2 separate regions of the Danio rerio genome follow, and region 1 is linked to region 2. The links are chromatin contacts, called in public Micro-C maps. All regions are on one chromosome and are shown on one strand. Each heading gives the region's core, a stretch centred on a gene start, on an enhancer-like site or on the middle of the called end of the contact. The rest is flanking DNA. Distances are from core to core; before and after follow the strand shown. Region 1 has its middle 27 kb from the start of bod1. Region 2 holds the start of cpeb4b (cytoplasmic polyadenylation element binding protein 4b).

Region 1 (4,350 bases), core at 1,612-4,111, 72 kb after region 2:
TTTCCACGGTATGTGAGAAGGACATTTTAAACGCACAGGCATTTCCACAAGACAGGAAGAATGCTCATGTTCAGTTTAGCATATTACTGCTACCGTGCTCAACCAGCTCATTGCTTAAACACGACTCTATGCAAAACATAACTCTTATTCATTATAGGGTATCACCATGTCCAGATATGGGCAATAAATATTATATTTACAAAAGTAAATATCTCACATACCTTATAGACCTTACCTATGGGGTGTCCTTCCGTTTCTGTGCTGATGGCACCCAGATTTACTTACCTATTGAGAGGAATAACCCTCTCGCTCTTAGTATCTTACTAAGGTGCTTAGATGAGATCAAAATCTGGCAATCCCACAATTTTTTATCATTGAACGATGATGAAATGGAGGTGATTGTCTTCAGCCCTACTGATAACGTTCAGGCCACTTGCCTAGATCTGGGCTGCTTATCTGACTTCAGATCCCCCTTTGTACACAATCTGGGTTTTATCCTTGATGAGTCATTGAAACTAGACAAACAGATCAGTTCAGTTATTGGCTCCAGTTTTAATCAACTCACCTTGCTGTCTAAAAACATTCATTCATTCATTCATTAATTCATTCATTCATTTTCTTGACGGCTTAGTCCCTTTATTAATCCAGGGTCGCCACAGCGGAATGAACTGCCAACTTATCCAGCATGTTTTTACTCAGTGGATGCCCTTCTAGCCGCAACCCATCTCTGGGAAACATCCACACACATTCACACACACACACACACTCATACACTACAGACAATTTAGCCTACCCAATTCACCTGTACTGCATGTCTTTGGACTGTGGGGGAAACCGGAGCACCCGGAGGAAACCCACGCGAAGGCAGGGAGAACATGCAAACTCCACACAGAAACGCCAACTGAGTCGAGGTTCGACCCAGCGACCTTCTTGCTGTGAGGCGACATCACTACCTACTGCGCCACTACCTCGCCTGTCTAAAAACAAACATTTCTTAAATCCTACCACATTAGAGATGGCTGTCCACACTTTTATTACATCACGGTTAGACTACTGCAATGCACTTTACTGTGGCATTTCAAAATCTCAAATTTCTCTCCTACAGTGTGTCCAAAATGCTGCTACTTGATTTATTTGTAATTGCAGAAAATATGACCACATTGCCCCTCTTCTAAGAGGCCTCCATTGGCTGCCTGTCCGATTCAGAATTGATTTTAAAATGCTTTTATTGGTACAAAAATCCCTCCATAATCTAACCCCACCCTATCTTTCAGAGCTGTTTCATTGTTACACTCCCGAGAGATCTCTTAGATCAAGTGATCAAAATCTTCTTCTAGTTCCTCAGTCCAGACTGAAACGTTGAGGGGACAGAGCTTTTTCTGTGACGGGTCCTCGATTGTGGAACACCTTGCCCCTTGAGATTATAATGGCTCCATTATTATCTATTCTTAAATCACCTCTTAATCGTAGCTTTTTATCTGAGGTTAATATTATTTTAATAGTCCTTGTTACTGCTACATTTTCATTTTTCAGATGTTTTTCCATTCTTATTTCTGTTTTAAATTCTTTCTTTTTATTTTTTACCTTGTCTTATGTACAACACTTTGCTCAGTTTTGTGACTGTGTTTAAATGTGCTCTATAAATAAATGAACTTGAACACTGAGAAATGAATAAAAATATTCATTCATTCATTCATTCATTTTCGTACGCTTTTCCAGGGATGAGTTGTGGGGGCAGCAGTCTCAGGAGAGAACCCCAGACTCCCCTTTCCCCGGAAACTTCTTCCAGCTCCTCCTGAGGGACCCAAAGGCGTTCCCAGGCCAGCCGAGAGACATAGTCCCTCCAGCATGTCCTGGGTATTCCCTGAGGTAGGCGTCCAGGATGCATCCGAGAACAGATGCAGAGCCACCTCAGCTGACTTCTCTTGATGTGGAGGAGCAGCAGCTCTACTCCGAGCTCCGCTTGGGTAACAGAGCTCCTTACCCTATCTATAAGGGTGCGCCCTGCCACCGTGCGAAGGAAACTCATTTCAGCCGCTTGTATCCGTGATCTTTATCCTTTCGGTCATGACCCAAAGCTCATGACCATAGGTGAGAGTAGAAACGTAGATTGAGCAGTCCTTTCGGCTCAGCTCCTTCTTTACCACAATAGACTGATACATCGACCGCATTACTGCTGCACTAATCCGCCTGTCAATGTCAAGTTCCATCATTTCCTCACTCGTGAACAAAACCCCAAGATACTCGAACTCCTTCACCTGAGGTAAGGACTTTCCCCCAACCTGGAGATCGCAAACCACCCTTTTCCAGTGGAGCACCATGGCTTCGGACTTAACATCACACTCTGCAGCAAACCAGTGCATGTTGGACTCCGGCAGGGCTGCCCTTTGTCACCGATTCTGTTCATCATTTTTTAAGGATAAAAATATTCAATTTCAAAATAGGGCATACTATGTTGTGTATGAGTGTAGGGTGTACTATGTTGTGTAGGGTGTATGTAGAACACTATATTTATATATATACCCTTGGGGTGTGGACAGGTATGTTTTTCTTCAGTCTATCCACATCATTTCTCACAGGCATCTCTACTTTCCTTAAGGAACGTAGGATGAATACTACACCAATCTCTACCACCTCCTCATTTTCCTTCTCTCATTCTATTCTTTTCTTCTTTCTTGCAGTCCTCTAGTCGTGATACTTGATTTAGCAGCTTTCATTTTTGCTGCAAGAGATTTCACAGCAGTGACTGAAGGACTGCAAGACTGCGGAAGTAAAGCAGAGGAAGCAGAGGAGAGAAGCAGCCGCTCACACCTCCCGTTCCCCAGAGTGAGTAATTGCAGCGATGATGTTGGCGGAGGGAGGAGTGTGACGTAGAGGGAGGCGTGAGGAGTCAGGGAATACCCTCATAAAGAGACACAGAGCGAGTGTGTGTGGGTGTAGCATGAAGAAACACTCTCTCTCTCTTTTTCTCTCTCTCTCTTTCTCTCTGTGATGTGTGGCGTGAGAAAGCCGAGCCTCCAGCCCATGTTTAAAGATTCATGATGCAGAGCTCTGCGTCTCAGCAGAGAGCTCCACTTACACACATACACACACGCACGCGCAGGTTTGTTTTTGTGAATTGTGGGGACATTCCATTGGTTTCCATTGGTTTTAAACTGCACAAATTATAGCACTAACCCAACCTTATCCTTAAAGCCAACCATCACAGGAAATAGTGTGTTTTTACTGCATGATTTATAAGCTTTTTGAGAAATAGGGACATCAGCAATGTCCTCAGAATTCATTATGTCCTTTTAATACCTGTGTTTCCTTTGTCACACACACACTCTTTCTATATGCTTCAGTACCAGCAGAGAAACATTATGATGTGTGTGGACTAAAGCCTGAATTACATGTCTGTGTCGAGTGATCGCCATTACCCCTGCGCATGCCTTGCGTGTAGTTATAGTTAGCATTTATACTTAGCATTTGAAGCGTGCATTTATACTTCTGCATGCTGTTTGTGTTCTGCAATAACACTTCTGAAATGCTAGCTGTTATCGGGTTTTTATGTTCCCCTGTGTCAAGCAGTAGTGGAAATAACAGCGCAAAATAAACAACATTACTTTTTTCAGTATCGAGTAATCTAATGAATTACTGTTTCCTCCGTTACAACATCGTTACTGCTGCCGAGTGTGACACGGTTAAAACGAGAATCAGCATTTCCAAGTCTGAGCCATGGTGTTCCACCAGAAAAAAGGTGGTTTGCCATCTCCAGGTTGAAGGAAAGACCTTACCCCAGGTGGAGGAGTTCAAGTATCTTGGGGTTTTGTTCACCAGTGAGGGAAAGATGGAACGTGAGATCGACAGGCGGATTGTTGCAGAGGCAGCAGTAATGCAGTCGATGTACCAATCCATTGAGGTAAAGAAGGAGCTGAGCCGAAAGGCAAGGCTCTAGATTTACTGGCCAATCTACGTTCCTACTCTCACCTATGGTCATGAGCTTTGGGTCATGATCGAAAGGACAAGATATCGAATACAAGCGGCCGAAATGAATTTCCTTACAGGGTGGCAGGGCACACCCTTATAGATAGGGTAAGGAGTTCTGTCACCTGGTAGGAGCTCGGAGCAGACCTGCTGCTCCTCCACATCGAGAGAAGTCAGCTGAGGTGGCTACCCAGGGAAGTGTTCCAGTCATGTCCGACCAGGAGGAGAACTCAGGGAAGACCCAGGACACCCTGGAGGGACTATGTCTGACCTGGGAAAACCTCGGGATCCCCCCGGAGGAGCTGGAGGAAGTGTCTGGGGAGAGTGAAGTCTGGGGTTCACTCCTAAGCCTTCTGCCCCCATGGCCCTGCCCCGGAAAATGGG
Region 2 (4,516 bases), core at 280-2,779:
CGACTCCAAACGCAGCTTCTCTTTGCCATTGGTCCCTTCAGACGACCCACTCTCCACCTTACCTTCTTCGGCACGAGCCTTTTCCAGTTCAGAGATGATGGTGCTCTCCTGATGTCCAGGCGAGAGCTGCTGCTGCTGCTGTTTGTCTTGGGTCTCCTGCAGCTCCTGCTGCTGTACTTTGGGTTTATCCGAGCCCAAAATTTCATCTTGCATGTTGTTGTGGCCTCCAGCTGCCGGGAACAGCCAGGTCGAAGCGCTGCTGCTGCCATTCCCAGCCGGGGTGCTGTTTATGAAAGCGGCGGGGCTGGCGGTTGCATTGGGGTGGTGATGTGGCGGTTGCAGGTGAGGGTGGATTCGAACTGGGAAAGCAGACTTGTTGCCAGTGTTGTTCTGCACTAAGACTCCAAACCCGTAATCCCCCATTTATGTTCTCCAGTTTAACTTGGTCCCAACAGTTATTCTTGCTTCCTATGCCCTGAAAAAGAAGGCATGTCCATGGTTAAAACACTCACATGACGCAGTTGCACAACATTATTCATGACACACTGGAGGACACCCTTTGGTGAGAAGGCTATGTGGCACTACGCCACCAGACGTCACAAATACTGACAGGACAAATATATGTGAACATATCCCATATTCTCCAACCATGTTGACGTTGTCTAATATTATACCACACTGGTAATAACACAAGTTATAAATGTCTCTCAGGCTCTAATTATAGATTCGTGACGTCTCTTCAGCTAGCAGCTAACTGGCTACCGGCTTATTCAACAGGAACTGCTAAAAGGCTTCATATCAACCGAAAGGCCGTGTTTTCTGACGCAGAAACAATACGCTCAGGTGTTTCACACGATAAAATACCAATGTTGTTGTTTTAAAATCAATTATCAGCAAAGGAAAATGTATATACAGCCCCCTTATCTTTTCAACGAACGAACGCTTCGAGCTGAAAAATGATGACGTCTTCTGCTCGAGCGCTACAATACTCACAATAATGTACGATTTTTGACACATAAATCACAATACACATATTACGTTAGGGATTCATCATAAACACGTTCACAAAAATCAAGAAATAAATTCCCTTTTCACCTTAGTAGCTGATCCGAGCGATGACTGAGGGCAGACACTCGTTCCAGATATTACCACCACGCAAACTAACGCAGAAGCTCGAATAGACTGGTGATCTGATATTATGGAGTGGGGATCTTTAATCCGACAGCAGTGTCTAATTTTTTCTCCCTTCCTCGTCTTGACGTGTCCTGCCTTCTCAATGACACAGCCCTGTCTCGCTTTAGCCAGCTGCTAACCTTTAAAGCACTTGCGTAGACGATTCTACGTCATTGACTTCAATTTAAAAAGACTAGTTTAGTTACTGGTGAACTGCAAAGCGTTCGTGCGTCCTTTTCATTGTTATTTTTTTCCTTTCGCTGTCTTTTTTTTCACCAGCGCACTGCTGCTCCCTTCGCTGCGCTGCCGTTGCTGTCCTTCTTCTCCTCTTCACGGCACAATCTACTGAAGCCAAATGACAAGGAGACCCAGTCCACACACACTTCCGGTTAAACCCCCGCCTCCTTACGTCAGACCACGCCCACGGGAACCTCACAAGGCGGCTGCTCCGCCCACGCTGGCTGAGCACACGGCATGCAATTGGTCCCAGCGCTTGTTGCACCCGCCCACTTCGTCCTAATTTGGATGTGATTCATAAATATGTGTCTGCCCTTTAAGGTCATTTGAGTAACGAGGTTCCGCCTTTACCCTTTACGCCTTCAAAACTGAAATCTCCGCCCTGTAAGGTCAACGAGGATTAGGATTGGTGAATAAAATATAGACAGGTGAAACGCCACGCAATGCTTTAGCTTCAGAATATGAAAAAGATAGATAGATAGATAGATAGATAGATAGATAGATAGATAGATAGATAGATAGATAGATAGATAGATAGATAGATAGATAGATAGATAGATAGATAGATAGATAGATAGATAGATAGATAGATAGATAGATAGATAGATGGATGGATGGATGGATGGATGGATGGATGGATGGATGGATGGATGGATGGATGGATGGATGGATGGATGGATGGATGGATGGATGGATGAAAAAATAGATTGCTGGATGAGCGGGTGGATGGACAGACACAGACAGATAGATACTGTAGATAGATAGATAGATAGATAGATAGATAGATAGATAGATAGATAGATAGATAGATAGATAGATAGATAGATAGATAGATAGATAGATAGATAGATAGATAGATAGATAGATAGATAGATAGATAGATAGATAGATAGATAGATAGATAGATGAAGGATGGATGGATGGATAGATGGATAGATAGAGGGATGAATGGACAGTCAGATAGATAAATTGATAGACAGATGGAGAGATAGATGGAGAGATGGATGGATGAATGAATTGATGAATAGGTAGATAGAGGGATAGATGGATGAATAGATAGATAGATAGATAGATAGATAGATAGATAGATAGATAGATAGATAGATAGATAGATAGATAGATAGATAGATAGATAGATAGATAGATAGATAGATAGATAGATAGATAGATAGATAGATAGATAAATAGATAGATAGATAGATGGATGAGATAGATAGATAGATAGATAGATGGATGGATGGATGGATGGATGGATGGATGGATGGATGGATGGATGGATGGATGGATGGATGGATGGATGGATGGATGGATGGATGGATGGATGGATGGATGGGAAAATAGATTGCTGGATGAGCGGGTGGATGGACAGACACAGACAGATAGATACTGTAGATAGATAGATAGATAGATAGATAGATAGATAGATAGATAGATAGATAGATAGATAGATAGATAGATAGATAGATAGATAGATAGATAGATAGATAGATAGATAGATACATAGATCAGCAGCACCATTAAAATTCAAATGAATGCAATTTTCCAGAGACAGAAATCTGTGGCATGTGCAAATGGGAGTCCTTGGACCTGTAAGGAGCTGAAATCAGCAGGGGTGAGCTTTTCTCAGTTGTTATGACACCTGCTTGTGCCCTTCTTCGCTGTTTTAAGGGACCCTGATCAATCTCATTACTAGTGTTTCTGCAAGCGCCTGGGTCATAGAGCAGGGAGGAGAGTGGCTTAGAATGATCTGACAGCTGTGCCCAGACAGCTCTCATTAATGCCTGCTGCTGACATTGCTGCTGTTTTAACTCCAAACTGGTGCTCCTCCATCATCATCATTAGGCCAGGACTTCTCATAACACTATGCAGAACATCTATTGTACCAGTATGCTGCAGTCAGCTAGTCTATCTCTAACCTGCAATAATAACGTACTGACTACGTATGTTTATTAGACAGCTGTCAACTTTACATAGAACAAACTGACATTCTTAATGCTTTATTAATGTACAAAAATAGACCTTTTATTGACCTTATTCTGCAATGTGGAAGTGTGCTCGTTTTTGAGATTGTTTCAGAACATCCAATATCCTGTCAGAGAAATGACTAGGAATAATAAATGGCGGAAAATACTACTCAAACTACTCGCTCTCCAAACAATTGTGTTCTTGACTATACATTTTTTGGAAAGACACAATATCGTTTAAAAAAAATATTGTGTCACACACAATATCGTTACAAAGTTTGCGCGAACACGTCCACACACACACACACGTTTAACTTTGCACTATTTGCACGAGAAATGTGACAAGTCACATTAATATACACTGCTGTATGGATATCCAATATGGTAATATACAAAATAAACCTGATTTACGTCCACAAACTGGGAAGCGTCTTTTTTATAATCATGCATTAAACTTGTAAATCTCATTCTTAAGGTGCGACAGAGAGCTGAACAGATCTTTTAATCTTATTTGCTTTGCGCAAGTCCTGTCTTGTGGATATGATTATACGTGTTACTGCTGAGACATGGTAATACACGGCTGTCAGTCAATTGGGTGGGCGGGGAAAACAGCACTCCTACGATTTGGATCCAATTTTAGCATCAGTAAATTAAAAAAGAGACTTACTGTCTTTATATCACTCTAATACAGTGTTTCTCAACTGGTGGGTCGCGACCCAAAAGTGTGTAAAGCACACTTCCGTGTGACTTTTATTAATTTTGACTTTTATTTTGAAATGTGTGCACGACAATCCTACCGTTTGACATGTGAAATTTCATTTAATTATAGCAACAAATATGTCGAAGCGCAAGTCTGACCCTGAATATGTAAAGTATGGAGTTACAAATATTGACGACAAAAAAGACTTAAATCCTCAGTGTGTCATAAGTCGTGAGGTGCTCTCACATAAGCAACCCAAGCTCATTCTGGAAACGTAGCCCCGCGGACGTTTCTGGAGACCGCGATTTACATACAGAAAGGCCGCGTTTGTTTTTTTTCGAGCGAACGCCGCGGGGCGGTGTGGCGTCGCTCCGCCCCTTCTCTTCCCGCTCGCCGGCCAACGGCTCGCCTCCGAGTGGAGGGCTTTCACGACGCAATCAGT

What was found. Hi-C and Micro-C count contacts between places; a contact is called where the count stands out from the background.
Region 1: a contact with region 2 is called in a Micro-C map of caudal fin, with 3 times the contacts expected there. The contact joins the enhancer-like site here to the promoter of cpeb4b in region 2. A contact is called at or near these places in 3 of 18 Hi-C or Micro-C datasets (caudal fin, embryo and an unstated tissue) and 1 of 4 datasets of contacts at active chromatin or transcription factors (caudal fin).

What each region holds. Positions count from the first base shown.
Region 1 is chr21:45,107,695-45,112,044 of GRCz12tu, forward strand. No RefSeq gene overlaps it. Among named protein-coding and RNA genes, the nearest start is that of bod1, 27 kb to the right of the region's middle. Within about 2 kb of position 2,862, at least 33 of the 62 cell types and tissues checked have an H3K27ac peak or open chromatin away from gene starts, as enhancers often do. A contact at or near this core is called in caudal fin, where this site is marked.
Region 2 is chr21:45,036,548-45,041,063 of GRCz12tu, forward strand. It overlaps cpeb4b (cytoplasmic polyadenylation element binding protein 4b), which reads right to left and starts at 1,530. Exons shown (of 11, transcript NM_001351713.1): 1 at 1,096-1,530; 2 at 1-475. The coding sequence starts at 423.